Regions from separate parts of the Mus musculus genome. Here regions 1, 3, 4 and 5 are each linked to region 2. Evidence: chromatin contacts called from public HiChIP or PLAC-seq and promoter capture Hi-C data. All regions are on one chromosome and are shown on one strand. Each heading gives the region's core, a stretch centred on a gene start, on an enhancer-like site or on the middle of the called end of the contact. The rest is flanking DNA. Distances are from core to core; before and after follow the strand shown.

Evidence for each region. Promoter capture Hi-C pulls out the DNA fragments that hold promoters and counts their contacts. HiChIP or PLAC-seq counts read pairs in DNA pulled down with a chosen protein or histone mark. Capture Hi-C pulls out chosen DNA fragments and counts their contacts.
Region 1: a contact with region 2 is called in an H3K27ac HiChIP or PLAC-seq map of thymic regulatory T cells, with 8 times the contacts expected there. The contact joins the promoter of Tmem260 here to the promoter of Gch1 in region 2. A contact is called at or near these places in 2 of 39 promoter capture datasets (liver and pre-B cells), 1 of 115 datasets of contacts at active chromatin or transcription factors (thymic regulatory T cells) and 2 of 9 other capture datasets (adipose tissue and liver).
Region 3: a promoter capture Hi-C map of liver shows a contact between it and region 2, with 2.2 times the contacts expected there. The contact joins the promoter of Exoc5 here to the promoter of Gch1 in region 2. A contact is called at or near these places in 1 of 39 promoter capture datasets (pre-B cells), 1 of 484 Hi-C or Micro-C datasets (CD4 T cells) and 1 of 9 other capture datasets (liver).
Region 4: a contact with region 2 is called in a promoter capture Hi-C map of hippocampal neurons, with 8 times the contacts expected there. The contact joins the promoter of Fermt2 here to the promoter of Gch1 in region 2. A contact is called at or near these places in 3 of 39 promoter capture datasets (hippocampal neurons and liver).
Region 5: a contact with region 2 is called in a promoter capture Hi-C map of liver, with 2.3 times the contacts expected there. The contact joins the promoter of Gnpnat1 here to the promoter of Gch1 in region 2. A contact is called at or near these places in 1 of 39 promoter capture datasets (liver), 1 of 115 datasets of contacts at active chromatin or transcription factors (embryonic stem cells) and 2 of 9 other capture datasets (adipose tissue and liver).

What each region holds. Positions count from the first base shown.
Region 1 is chr14:48,444,948-48,447,647 of GRCm38.p6, reverse strand. Tmem260 (transmembrane protein 260) reads right to left here and starts at 1,296. Exons shown (of 16, transcript NM_172600.4): 1 at 1,045-1,296. The coding sequence starts at 1,192.
Region 2 is chr14:47,188,064-47,190,763 of GRCm38.p6, reverse strand. Gch1 (GTP cyclohydrolase 1) reads left to right here and starts at 1,351. Exons shown (of 6, transcript NM_008102.4): 1 at 1,351-1,812. The coding sequence starts at 1,497.
Region 3 is chr14:49,065,221-49,067,920 of GRCm38.p6, reverse strand. It overlaps Exoc5 (exocyst complex component 5), which reads left to right and starts at 1,254. Exons shown (of 18, transcript NM_207214.3): 1 at 1,254-1,795. The coding sequence starts at 1,769. Ap5m1 (adaptor-related protein complex 5, mu 1 subunit) reads right to left here and starts at 1,372. Exons shown (of 8, transcript NM_144535.5): 1 at 1,057-1,372. The coding sequence starts at 1,130.
Region 4 is chr14:45,528,726-45,531,425 of GRCm38.p6, reverse strand. Fermt2 (fermitin family member 2) reads left to right here and starts at 1,361. Exons shown (of 15, transcript NM_146054.3): 1 at 1,361-1,492; 2 at 1,835-2,001. The coding sequence starts at 1,845. It overlaps Gm46452 (a long non-coding RNA gene), which reads right to left and starts at 1,204. Exons shown (of 3, transcript XR_001781252.2): 1 at 870-1,204.
Region 5 is chr14:45,387,438-45,390,137 of GRCm38.p6, reverse strand. It overlaps Gnpnat1 (glucosamine-phosphate N-acetyltransferase 1), which reads left to right and starts at 1,342. Exons shown (of 6, transcript NM_019425.2): 1 at 1,342-1,390.

The DNA of each region.
Region 1 (2,700 bases), core at 47-2,546, 1.3 Mb before region 2:
ACAGGGCAGTGGCATATCACTTCCAGGATTAGGTCTCAAAAATGACAGAGGTGACAGAATGCTCTCTTGCTTTTGACAGGAATCAGCTATTTTATGAAGAGAGCCACATGGGATATAGGGCTAGACTTAAGTTTGGAAGTAGATACTCCCTAAACAGGGTCCTGAGAAGTTGCAACCCTGGCCCCCACCTTGTCTTGTGTTAGTGAATCCGGCTAAACTGCACCTAGAGATACTGATCCACAGACAGATGATAAATGCTCCCCCCTGCAGCCACCAAATCCGGGTGAACTTGTCAGGTAGTGAAATTATAAACAGCTCATGGGCTCTTCAGGAAACGGTTTGACTGTTCCATTACAGAACCATTCTGAAAACACGGCTGATTATTATGAGAAATTATTGATCACTTTATCTGGCTGTAAAAACCAAACCAAACCAGGGACTTGTTTCTAGACTCAGATATGTGAAAAGTATGCCCTAGCTTAATCTGTGTGAAACCTGTCTTTCATTTTCACAGGAAGAGGGGTGCTTTCAGTTGCATTCCCTTTTATGAGTTCCCCTCTAAATTTTCTGCATGGCTGGTTCCTTAATATTCAGGTTCTAACTAATACACCTCCAAGGTAGCCTTTCCTGACCTTCTGAGGAATCTACTCATTACCACTCCAACCACATTCTCCCTTAGTGCCTCCGTAACTCACCACTACTTAAAATGTAGTTTATTTAATAACCCGTTGTGTCGTCTCTAAACACAGTAGAACGCTCCATGCTATTTGTTAACTACTGTCAATCTTTTTTTGTCTGTGACACTGTAAGGGCACGACAGGTGATACAGGTAACAACGATCCGGGCAAAGTGGACAGTGGTTAAATTTCATCGGCTGAGCAGCTCGAGAACACAGAGACCAAGATCCAGAACCGGAAAGAGAACTGGTTCTGGAATTCAGAACCGTGCACGGAGCTCCAGCGAGGGGACGCGGGGCCGGGACACCGAGGCGGCGGCACCCGGAGGCAGGGGGGCGGGGAGGAGGGCGGCCTGCGAGTACTTTACCCGAGTCTCCCCCAGGCAGCGAGCGGGGCAGCGTGAGGGTGAACACGGCAGCCACGGAGGCGAACACGGCCACGCTGCCGCGGAGGGCCCCGGAGCGCCACGGCCCCGCTCCGGCTGCCGGGCTCCCGCCGTCGCCATGGAGACCCATGGGCCCGGACGCGCGCAGCTCGCGGACCGTGACCCCTCGCAGCGGTGCGGACCTTCCCTGGCCGAGAGGCGCGCACAGCCCGCGCCGGCTTCCGGTCTAGCAGGGCCGAGCGCACCATACCTTCGCCCGCCAGGTCGGGGAGGAGGAGATGGCGGGCGCACTCCGGCACGGCTTAGGAGTCTTCTGGGGGTCACTGCGCGTGGTACTGTGTCTGCGTCAGTGTGCTTTGAAGTAACGAATCACAAGGGAGCATAATTCCCAACGACATCAATCATGGGCCAGGCCTACTCGCACTATGCAGTCTCTCTCCCCCTTTCCGCACTGACTTGGTCCGTTCCAAAAGAGACGGAAGTGGCGTGGATAACGGTGAGCCAGAAAGCGCTGCTCTGCCCCCTGTGGCGTGGGGTGGAACTGCATAAGAGAGCCCCCTAGAAACCCAACAAGGAAGGGTTCCAACCATGTAGTAAGCCACAAATACATTAATTGCTATTATATTTTTCAGTGGACTCATTGATCGCGGCTATGTATTTATAGAGCCTTGCCTCATTAAAATTAATGTAAATCCATATGCTAATTATTAATTCACTAATTTTAAGATATTAAAATGTGCTAATTAGCCTTTTTTTAACATGAGAACTCAGTAGGTGAGTTGAAATACTTGAGTTAACAAAATTAACTCTTCATGATAAGAGTGTCTCCTACTTAAATGAAGAAGAATGATTTTTGTTTTTTTGTTTTTTTTGCTCTAAAAGTGGAAAATGAAATCAAGAGCCCACATAAATAATGCAAATGGAATGTAGAAAGAGATGGGAGCTACTAGACAATACACAGCACACTGCTGAGAATTGAATCTAGGGCCTCATGCAGGCTAGGCTAGTAAACATTTTAAGCTTGCAGTTTGCATTATTTTAGCAATTATTCAGTCTGGGAAGGGAGCGGGCAACCTCCTTAGAATCTGTGTCAGAATACACGGGAAATGGGCAACATTCACAAATGTGCTATTTGCAGTCTGACAGGAACACTGTGTCCAGGCTGTGAAGTTGATAGGCAGTAATTGTGCCCACCTATCTTAGTCTTTTCCTGGTGTTTATAAAATGCTTTATCATCTGAGCTCCTGGGACACAGGGGTTGGGCAGTGTACTTTCCTTATTGCATGAGAAAACACTATGACCAGTGAAACTTATAGAAGAAGCAGTTTATTTGGGAGAGATTTTCATGGCTGGGAGACATGGTAGCAAGTTCTCCATTGACGTCCATTGAGGAAAATGCTTTTCTTGGTAGCAAGAGATCATGAGAAATACACCTTTCAACTAGACAGCTTGTCCAGGATTATCTTGTATGTATGTGTGTTCATATGTGACAATGTGTGTGTGTGGTGGGGAGGGGAGTTGTCCAAGTCTGTACATGTAGAGACCAGAGGTCAATTTTGGATGTCTTCAACTATAGCTGCCCACCTTGGGTTTTTTTGTTGTTGTTGTTGTTAGTGGTGGTGGTGTTTTTGTTTTTTG
Region 2 (2,700 bases), core at 102-2,601:
AAGATAAGGTCAGAGCAGGTTAAAACAGCAGAGCAGCGATCTGGCAGCTCACAAATATTATTATCTCCCTAGGCATAGGGGACTCCGGTGAGTGCCATGCACCATAACTCATGCCTTGAGAGAGGCCAGAGGGTTTTCTAGAGTGGCAGGTGTGTGTGTTGTATACATTTTAAACGACTGAACAATTTTCAAGTCACAACTTCTCCAGTCTTTAAAGCAGGAGAGAGGCAGGGCTCATGCTTTTAATCCCACCGTTTGGAAGTGTGAGGCAGGCAGATCATTTGAATTAAAGGCCTTCCTGGTGGTCGACATAGAGAACTCCAGGCCAGACAGAGCTGCACTGTGAGACTTGGTCTCAAAAAGTAAAACAAAGCACAACAAAAGAATGACACCCAGCACTTGGGAGGCAGAGGCAGGTGGATTTCTGAGTTCGAGGCCAACCTGGTCTACAAAGTGAGCTCCAGGACAGCCAGGGCTATACAGAGAAACCCTGTCTCGAAAAAACAAAAAAAAAAAACAAAAAAAAAAAAAACAAAAAAAAGAATGACTCCAGTAGAAGTATAAACAAGGATGGGGGTGAGGGTGTGTGGGACAACGACTCGTGAGCCCTCACCCTAGACAAAGAGCCACAGGTGACCGAGGAATGCTTAGACTGAGGTAATCTTCCCTAGGACAGAGAACACCAATACCAGATTAGCCCCGAAAATGTATACACACAAGAGACATTAACCAGACTGAGCAAGTTGTATTTATATATTTAGAAACACACATACATACATACATAAGAACTGTTAAAAAAAGAGACTGAATGTAAAAGAGAACAAGGTGTGGGGGGGGGCGGGGTGAAGGTATTTGGGAAGGTTTGGAAGGAAGAAAGGGAAAACAGACAGGAAATTATTGTAATCTCGGAAAAAAAAAAGCTAAAAAGAAAAAAAATATTTAAAAAAGAGCACAAGGTTGCTTATCACCAGAATATTTGCTCCACCCTGCCTGCCCCAGCAAGGTCACCTGTTAGTTAGCTCATCTTTCTCAGGGCAACTAGACCACAGCATTTTTGCGAACACGCCCCCTTTTCCGGTGGAAAGTGAGGGAGAATCGGTGTTTCTATCTCGGAGGTTCCAGCTCCCCGGATTCTTGGCTTTTTGTAGACTCAGTTCTTCCTTTTATAAGTCGAGGGGGTCTAACCAGAAGCTTGTCTTGTGTAACTGCGGGGGTTTAGGGGCCACCCAGGAGGGCGGGGCTCAGGGGCGGGGAGAGATCCATGACGCAAGAGGCTCCGGCCAATGAAAATATCTCGCGGCGCCGGCCGAGTCGCCCTGCCATAAAAAGAGAGGCGCGGCGGGGCTCCCCAGCCGGCGACTGCCCTAGACTCCGAGAGTGTCCCTAGGTGCTGAGCCCCAGTCCGGGTGACGGCCACAGGTTACGGCCGCCGGCTAAGCTGAGCCGCAGCGCTTGTTAGCACCCTAGGGTGTCTCGGGAGCGGTCGCGCCGGGTCCATGGAGAAGCCGCGGGGAGTCAGGTGCACCAATGGGTTCTCCGAGCGGGAGCTGCCGCGGCCCGGGGCCAGCCCGCCTGCCGAGAAGTCCCGGCCGCCCGAGGCCAAGGGCGCACAGCCGGCCGACGCCTGGAAGGCAGGGCGGCACCGCAGCGAGGAGGAAAACCAGGTGAACCTCCCCAAACTGGCGGCCGCTTACTCGTCCATTCTGCTCTCGCTGGGCGAGGACCCCCAGCGGCAGGGGCTGCTCAAGACGCCCTGGAGGGCGGCCACCGCCATGCAGTACTTCACCAAGGGATACCAGGAGACCATCTCAGGTCCGTGCGTGCGCCGGGGTGTGCTGGGCGCCAGGAGGCGGCTTCAGGAAGCGTGGGCAGCTCCGGGAACTTTCCCGAGTTGCTTCACTTTTGGCGCAGGGAGCCAAGTTGTCAGGTCCCGGTCCCAGCTGTGGCCCCAGAGCCTCCACCTGGCGGAGGCGAGGGTCCCTCCTGGCTGGCACTCAGGGCTCTGGGGAGGGTGAATGCATAGCCACTACACTGAACTCCGGGGCGGGAAGGGATGTGAGACCCTCTTACCCCAGCGCTCAGAACGCGATTAGGCACGTGCAGCATCCACCGTTCCCCCCCCCCCCCGCAAGGATCCCGTGGACACTTGTTGATGGGACGCGTCTTGCTTTTGGGTGAAGCCAGGTTTCCGTTACACCCCGTGAGCCAAGTAAAGTTAGGTACTTGTAATGGGGTAGGGAACTTCAGAGAACTGGAATTTGCATCCAACTACTCTAGCTTAGGACTTTACACCAAAATTTGGCACAATTCTGGATTCGGACTTCCTAGCAGTTTGAGGTGTGGACTTTTCTTGAGCTAGCATTATTGCTGAAAGTCTTTAATGTTTGCTCCCTCAAAGAATAAAGGGACACTCCACCCCACCCCCGCGCTGATACTCTGATGGTTGAAGTTCACTGGACCTGGGATTCCGTGCTTTTGCCCTCCTAGCCACCCACCTCCACCCCCGCCGCCTAAAATCCACAGTCTGAGCCTGCTGGCATCAAGTCTTTCCCAGCCAGTGACGAGGCAGTTGCTGTGGGTACAGAGGCAGGGTGAAGAGGAAGTGGAAAGCAGGGCCTTGCTGCCTATTTGGTTAAGCAGTGTTGGCCTTTATAAAAAAGAAGCTCTGGTTCCTTTGGCTGAGTTCAAAGGCCTCATTTC
Region 3 (2,700 bases), core at 5-2,504, 1.9 Mb before region 2:
AACTAACAACTAATGGGGGTCATGGTTGTTGCATTCCTTTAATTCTAGTATTTGGAAACCAGAAGCAGGAGGGTATCTATGAGTTTGTGGCTAGCTTGGTCTACACAGTGAATTCTGGGTAAGCCAGTGGTACACAGTGAGGCTCTGTCTCAAAACCACAGCAACAAAAACCTAATAACTGAGTTCCTCAGTTACACCATTCAAATGCTTTCTGGTTTACATTCGAAGAGATTTAAAATTGGTCACCTTTCTACCATACATTGCTGCTTTCCAAGAACACACATCTACTCATTAACACAGAGGCTTCTTAGAAATAATGCCAAGAGACAGGTAACAACTTCAAGAACTGACAGATGGGATCTCCTGAAATCAAAACAGTTCTGCAAAGCAAATAAAACTACAAGCAAAGTGGCGAGACAGCCTATAGACTGGGGGGAACTTAGCCAGCTATACTTTATATCGGGGTTAATATCTAATATAAAGAACTGCAGAGTCCTCTCCATAGAATTATCTTGGTAAGATATGGCAAATTCTAAAGGTGGGACCAAACCACTTATGCCACCTGGATAAAAAGGTGACTGTAATTTAATTTTTCACACTTCTATTTTGCTCACCCACTAGAAGCTGCAAACTATAACGTTCTTTAAGCAATCATTTTTGTACCAAACTTAAACAGATGGAATTAATTTTAAAGATACATTAGTATAGCCGGGTGTCGTGGCCCACACCTGTAATCCCAGCACTCTGGAGGTATCTGTAAATTCAAGGCCAGCCTGGTCTACGTATCAAGTTCTAGGACAGCCAGGTATACATGAATCCTGTCTCAAATATATAAATAAATAAAGATACAATAGCAGTAATACTAGAAAACATGTAGCATCATGTAACAAGCAACTCATTCCTTACAACAAAGTGAGATAAACGTAGAAAGCCTAAATTGCCCAAGGGCACCCTGCTAGCTGCTCCTGGGACAGCTGAGACTCAGCGCACCACAAAAACTCCTGCTTAGATTCATCCTTGGACCCATCATGCCTGAGGATCCAGACTTGCAATTACCTGGAGAATCTGACGGTGCCTCCAAGTGGAGTTCCTGGTTCGTGACGTATGAGCCACACTGCCCGCAGGGCCATGGTTAAGCCTCCCAAGTATCAGAGCGATGTAGAAACTAAGGTCGCCATCCAGCCAAAGTAGACCCCGCCTTCTAGATGGGCTGTACCAGGCAACGTCCGGGTTCTCCCTGAGCCGCAAGAGCTCACTGGAGATGCTCGCTCTTCCGGGTGAGGTGACTCAAGTCTCCCGGTCCCTTCAAGAGATTAAAACACTCCTCAGAAGGTCTTAAGAACCTACACCCGGAATCTCAAGGGACTGGAATACTCTTCTCGCCCACTTCCGGGACGGCGGCCCGCGAGGCTCAAGACGCGTCACCCTGTCGCAAACGAGCGCCTCCGCGGCCCGCTCGCCGCTCGCTCCTTTCGCCCGCCCCGCGAAGTCGGCCGGGCGCGCGCAGCCCCACTTCCGGCGTGCGAGGCGGTGACAATGGGAGCGGCGCGGGCGGCGCCGGGAGGCAGCTGACAGGCGTCTGCGGCTCCGCTTCATGGCTGCTCTCCCTCTCTGCCTTCGCTGTGTGAGGACCGGGGCAGCCAGCAGCGGTGCGCAGCCCGGGCCGGAGGCGGTAGGCCGAGCTGGGACTGGTGAGCGGCGCCGCTGAGGCGCAGCATGTGAAGCGGAGACGGCCTCGAGCGCGGGGCGAGCCTCTCAGCCGGCCGGCATGGCCACGACGGCCGAGCTCTTCGAGGTGGGTCCCGGGGCTCGGCGGGCGGCGGCGGCGGCGGCGGGGGAGGGGCGGGTGGCGGCGGGACGCTGGGCCGGCTCGGGTGGCAGGGCGGCCAGACGTCCCGGAGACCGGACGGGCAGTGGGCAGGGCTGACTCCGGAGCCCAGGGCCGGCGAGCCGGGTCTTGCTGTGCGGATCCTCGCGACGGTGCTACAGGGGGCATCTGAATGGAGACTCTGGGGGGCTCCTCGGTGCCGAGGTTCCGACAAGCTCAGAAGCGGCCCTGGGGTGCCTGCCGTCTTACCTTACAGTCGAAAAGGCTGGGAGGATTCTTTTAAGGACAATAAAGGCCTACTTAGCCTCAGCACGGAAGGGAAGCGACACATCTTACTGCATTTAATTGCTGTGGAACCCTCCGACTGCTAGTTAAAGGATCCTTGGGCTGTGAGAAGCTGTGGGAGCGTTCAGGTGCATTTTCTTGAGTGTTTCAATATTTAAACTTGACAGTTGGATTTTGTGGCGTGTCAGTGTCAGAAGCGGTGAGGTTTGAGATAATGGAATGGGGTTACAAGACAATGAAACAGTATCTTCTTGTGTGGAAAAAAATAGAAGTAGTCATATGAAGAAAAATGAGGAATACACCTTCTCCCCCGCTGGGGCGTGATTACTCCATAGCAGCAGAAGTGTAAGTTGTAGAGAACACTGCAGTTCACAGTTAAGAATGTCACCATAGGTGAAAATTGTATCCATTGAGCATCAGCGTGTTCTGTGGCGTGAATTTTAAATGCCATTGTTTCCATTAAAAAAAAAATCTAACTTTTCAGTTACTTTTTTTTGTTACTGAACGTTGACTTGCAGTCATTCCTAGCATAGATACTGCATTTGTTTAGAGAAATAGCATGCCTAAATTGTAAGTTGTAATGAAAG
Region 4 (2,700 bases), core at 112-2,611, 1.7 Mb after region 2:
CAACACTGTTTCCACCCTGAACAACATTGCTTCTAAGTAAACCACCCACAACGTCTCAGAGTAGAAATAACTGGAGAGAGGCAAGCTTGGAGAAGTGCATCAGTTTCTCCATGATGACTGGCTAGTGTTAGCAGAGTGGTTTCCCTTTTTTTTTTTTTTCCACTCCCAAACCTCTGGCATTTGACTCGAGTTTTCCTGCTTTCACTCCCTTACGGGTGTCCACCCCTTTCTGCAGGCTGTGCTTTTTTCTTTTGCTGTTGTGTTGATGAACAAAGGGTTATTTGCGCGGTAGGCTCCCCTTTGAAGTGTCTAGGGCAGTTCACGAAGTCCAAGACACTTTTTAAAAACCAAGATCCTTTACAGTATCTTATCGGACTCTCCTGGACTTAAATAAATTGCTAGAAGAGGCAACCCCTGGCTTGCTGATTCTGAACAGTTCCCTTCAACAGAGTGTAATAGTTAATGGGAACGTGGAAGTGGGCCTTCGGGGACCTTTCTTCGTCACTAGTCAAAGTCTTTAACAGCTCAACATCAGTTCAAAACTACTTAAATGTCTTGGAAGTGTGTGGGAGGGTAAGGAAGAGAATGTGCGTGCATTCAAAATACTGAGTCCTCTAAGTTGCGGAGGAAAAGTCCCAAGTACGCGCCAACAGTTGGCGTGGGTGGAGAAGGGGTCTCGGGGAAACCACTGCCCTCCTGGGGTGGGGTGGGGAGGTCCCCCTTTTCCAGCCGGAGCGCATGAGCCAAGCTTTTGCGTCTGGCAGGCACTTGGGTTCCAGGGGTTAATAATGCTCGCCGACTCTCATGAGTCCAGCAGGAGCCGCAGATTGGTGCGGAACCCTGCTTGCCAGGCAACTTTTGTGGCTCACCGCCCCTCTGTGTCCTTTCTCCTACTTTTGTGGGATGTTCAAGGCAGACATCGTAAAGTTTCTGCATCCCAACTTCTCTTCCTAGCTCCCCGGCGCGGTGCCTTCGCGCCCGGGTTCCCCGCACACGTCCCGGGGCCTGGGAACTTCCCGAGGCAGCTTCTCACGCATGAACCCCGGGGACCCCGCTGCAGGCGCCGCCTCAGCCCCGCGAGCCCCCGCCCCCCACCCCAGCTCCGCAGCCGAGAGCCCGGATGTTGGATTCCATCCCTGCGCCTGGTCCTTCATTTCCATAAAAGGGCAGCGCTCCGCAGGGCCGAGATTGCGGCCGCCGCCTCCCCCCGCAGCGCTCCCCCGAGGCGCGCACCGCCCCGGCCCCACCAGAGCGCGCGCCGCCTCCTCTCCCCCGCGGGAGCGCGGTCAGAGAAGAGCCAGAGAGGAGGGGGCGGAGGCCGGCTGCGGGCGGTGCTGCGGGGCGGGGGCCGGGGCGGGGAGAGGGGGTGGGGCGGGGGCCGCGGTGCCGGGACTCCATTAGCAGCGGCGCGAGGCTTCGCTTTCCTCCCGAGCAGCGACGCGGGTGCCGCCAGCCTCGCCTGTTGCCTCGGGAGCCCGGCGGGAGGAGCGCGGTGAGGGGCGCAGCGGAGGACGGGGCGCGGGGAGGACGCCGCGGGAGGAGCGGAGCGCGCGCCGGCGCGGCGCGGTCTCCCCGGCCGGGTGGGGAGGCGCGGGGCGGTCCGGGCGCAGCGGCGGCGGCGGCAGGTGAAGGCGCCCAAGTCCGCTAGGCGGGCGCGGCGGGCGGAGGCCACGGTCTGGGTGCCGAGTCGCCCGCGCTCGCGCCCTTGGTTGTGCGCGCGTAGCCGCAGCTCCTCCGCCTTCTCCCTCGCAGCGGCCGGCGCCGCGGACTCGGTGGGGTTTGTCTTCCTTTGGGGGAGTGACGCTGACGAGAGCCATTTCCTCCGCGCTCGCAGGAAGGGAGCCATGGCTCTGGACGGGATAAGGATGCCAGATGGCTGCTACGCGGACGGGACGTGGGAACTGAGCGTCCATGTCACGGACCTGAACCGTGATGTCACTCTGAGAGTGACCGGGGAGGTGCACATCGGAGGGGTGATGCTGAAGTTGGTGGAAAAACTCGGTGAGTAGCACCCCGATGCCTCCAATAAAGACTTCCCAGAATGAGAGGAGGGGGTGGGGAGGGAAGACGGCGGGGGGAGGGGTAGAATTGGGAGATCCTAGCTCCTGGCGTGTGCTGCGCTTAAAATGCGAAATTTGTTAACGTTAGGGCGCATAGACGTGCTCCCCTCTGCGTCCTGCTTGTTATTTTGATTTTTACATAAGGTAGTGAGTGATTCGAACCTACCAAATGCTTAACTGCGGATTCCCGGGACGACTTGTTGAAAGTAACGAGGAGAGAGAGTATGCAGGTGAAAGTTGTGAATGTGGTATTACGGGTCTGTAGGTGTTCCCACCTCTTATCCTCATGGAACCTGGATGTTGATGGTGGTGTTTATTGGGGAGAGTGTACAGTCAGCCCGGTCTGGAGAATGTGCACTGGTGTTGGTCGGTATGAAGTTTCAGTAGCTGTACTACGTGATGGAGTGCCCTGAAATGTTCCACTCGTCCGCTCTTGCGAGGGGTGGGGCAGTGCTTGACAAACTTGGTATCTGTATTCTGAGTTGGAAGTAAGCTATCAGGAGCATTAAGAAGCCAACGAAAGAACTTATTTTTTATTTTTTGTTTTTTTTTTGTGTGTGTGTGTGTGTGTTTTGTTTTTTTAAAGCAGACACTAAACTGAGTTGAAGATGACAGTATTTGAGTGCACATAGATACTGCA
Region 5 (2,700 bases), core at 93-2,592, 1.8 Mb after region 2:
AATAATGTAGTAAGACATTAAAAAACAAATATTTTGGCTGGCGGGATGGCTCAGTGGGTAAGAGCACCCGACTGCTCTTCCAAAGGTCCAGAGTTCAAATCCCAGCAACCACATGGTGGCTCACAACCATCTGTAACAAGAACTGACTCCCTCTTCTGGTGTGTCTGAGGACAGCTACAGTGTACTTACATATAATAAATAAATCTTTAAAAAAAACAAATATTTTAATGAGTTCAGAGATGGAAGTGGTATACGTCTTGGTATATTCAAGACATTTCTTCCTCCTCCCCTATCTATCTATCTATCTATCTATCTATCTATCTATCTATCTATCTAGTGACAGCATTTCTCTACATATTCGGGGCTGTATTTGATCTAATTGTGTAGAACTGTCTTGAACTCACAGAGATGCACAAAGCCTCTGGTCTCTAGTGCTGGAATTAAAGGCATGCACCAAGTACTACACACACACACACACACACACACACACACACTCGCTGTGTGTGTGTGTGTGTGAATGTATGTATGTATGTATGTATATCTCCAAATCTCTGCTTCCTCACTTGTCAGATGACACTAAATGACACTTAAGAGAGAGACACTGGAGGTAGGAACCTTCCCAGGACTGAGATTACAGAACAAGCACAGTATTTGCTGTATACTGTAAGATGCTTTCAGGGCCCTGGCCTCTACCCCACTCTTCACTGCCTGGAGAACGTAGCCACTTCTTGCCCAGAGTAAGCTGAAATGTTCCGGGTGTCATAGGAAGCAAAGGGCTGCAGTGGAAAGCTCAAGAGAGCTCAAGGGTGAGTGGTTCCAGCTCAGTTTCTAGAAGACAGAAGCCCAGCCTTGTCTCAGACATTTGACAATCAGGAGATGTAATCACCAGTCCTGTTAATGGACTGCATGCAAGTGAGGGAGGGGGACGATGGGACTGACAGGGTAGGAGCCTTAGGGCTCGGAGAATGAAAGGAACCCACACCGGTCATCGCGGTAGGCTGCTTATACTCCTATGGCTTTATTTTCAGATAAGGTGTGAGAGCGACGGTGGTACTCTCGTGCAGTGAGCGAAAGGCAAGTCTGGAAGGTAAACTGATGACGCAAGCTTTGCCCCTGGTCTTTGCCCCACGCCCCGCCCCGCCCCGCCCCGCCTCGCCTCCGGAGCCCAGGAGTGGTGTGCGTGGCCGTGCCTCCGCGTGCGCAGCGGTGCGTGAGGGCGGGGCAGGGCAGAGGCGTTGGTCCGGCCACGTTTGGCCTGGCGGTTCCGGCTGCGGCGCGTGGGGGCGCACGGGGGGCGGGGCTGGAGCTGCAGCCGGATCCGGATGCGGCGGCGCTTTGACCCGCAGGGAGACTGACGCGCCGGGACTGGAGCGTGGTCCGCTCCAGTGCGGTGAGGCGGCCTGGGGCTGGGACGCGAGGGCTGGCGGGCTTGGGACCGCAGAGGCTGAGACGCCCTGCCCGGGAGCCGGGCGGCAAAGCTTGATGCCCGGCAGTCTGGCCGGGCAGGGTCTTGGAGGGCCTAGGAGTGTCCGTGGCGTGGGAATGGGGGACGGTCCTCACCTTTTCTGCCGCCGTCCCTATGAAAGGGCGCGAACCCTCGGTTCCCTTTTACGGGTGTAGCGGTCAGAGCCGCTGAAGACAAGCACCGGCTCTGAAGAGCCCCAGCTGCGCAGACTGTATGAAACCTGGGGTGGGGGAACCTAGAACTTGAACCTCTAGAAACACCAACTGTGTGGTTTCTATTATGTGTTAGAGCTAATGTTTATGTAAGGCAAGCATAAAATTTGTTCCTGTAAAAAAATAAATGGGGGTTTGTTTGGGATTAATTAATCCAAGAGTAGGTCTCAGGAAATGGATTCATTAAGGTAGGAATTGTATGATTCAAACAGATTCCATGATGCAAAGATTGTCATCTGTTGACTTTCCTGCAGTAATGCTCTATGGGAAAATGAGAGGATCCTCATTCCAGGCCACTCATTTGTTGATGAGTGTTAACTAACCTTAGGGCTAGTCTTGGAAACTCGGTGCTCCCAACTGTGCAACTAGACTTGGGGCTAATCAGATCGTGTAGATTAAGTACACTAACGGGAAAGACTTCTTGCTTCATGAAATACTACCTTTCATGAAGATACTCGGAGCTGTCTACTTATCTGTCTGTCTACCTGTAACCTATCACAGCGAGTTTGATTTGGCTGCAGATCATGTTTAGAAATGTGTGAATCCTGGTCTTCAATCTTCCTACTTGTTGCTCCGCTGTTTTTCAGGAAGCAGCCGCTCCCCATCTATATCCAGACTCATTCAGAGGCTGGGAAACCAAACTTGAAGTTGGGTGTATGTCTTTTGTCTTCTCACTTGTGGCCATGTGGCAATCTTTTTTTCTACATGACTTTCTGAAATGTGATTTCTAGATAATACCTTACGTCATTCATTATTCATTGACTAGAGGTTCACTGGACTAGGGCTTAGGCAATACTCAAGCATTGTAAACAAATGCTAATTTAGAAGTTAAACCCTACTGGGTAGAGGGGGAGGGGCTTTTAGTTAGAGTTTACAACCAAACTTAGAGAGGAAGTTAGGTGGTGACCTTTAAGTGCTACAGAATGAAGGCTTCTTGTAGTTTTGTTTTGATAAAACAGCCTGTGTAGCAGGGGCTAGCCTTGAACTTGGGTGGGGGGGGGAGTAGTAGAGAGGGGTACCTTA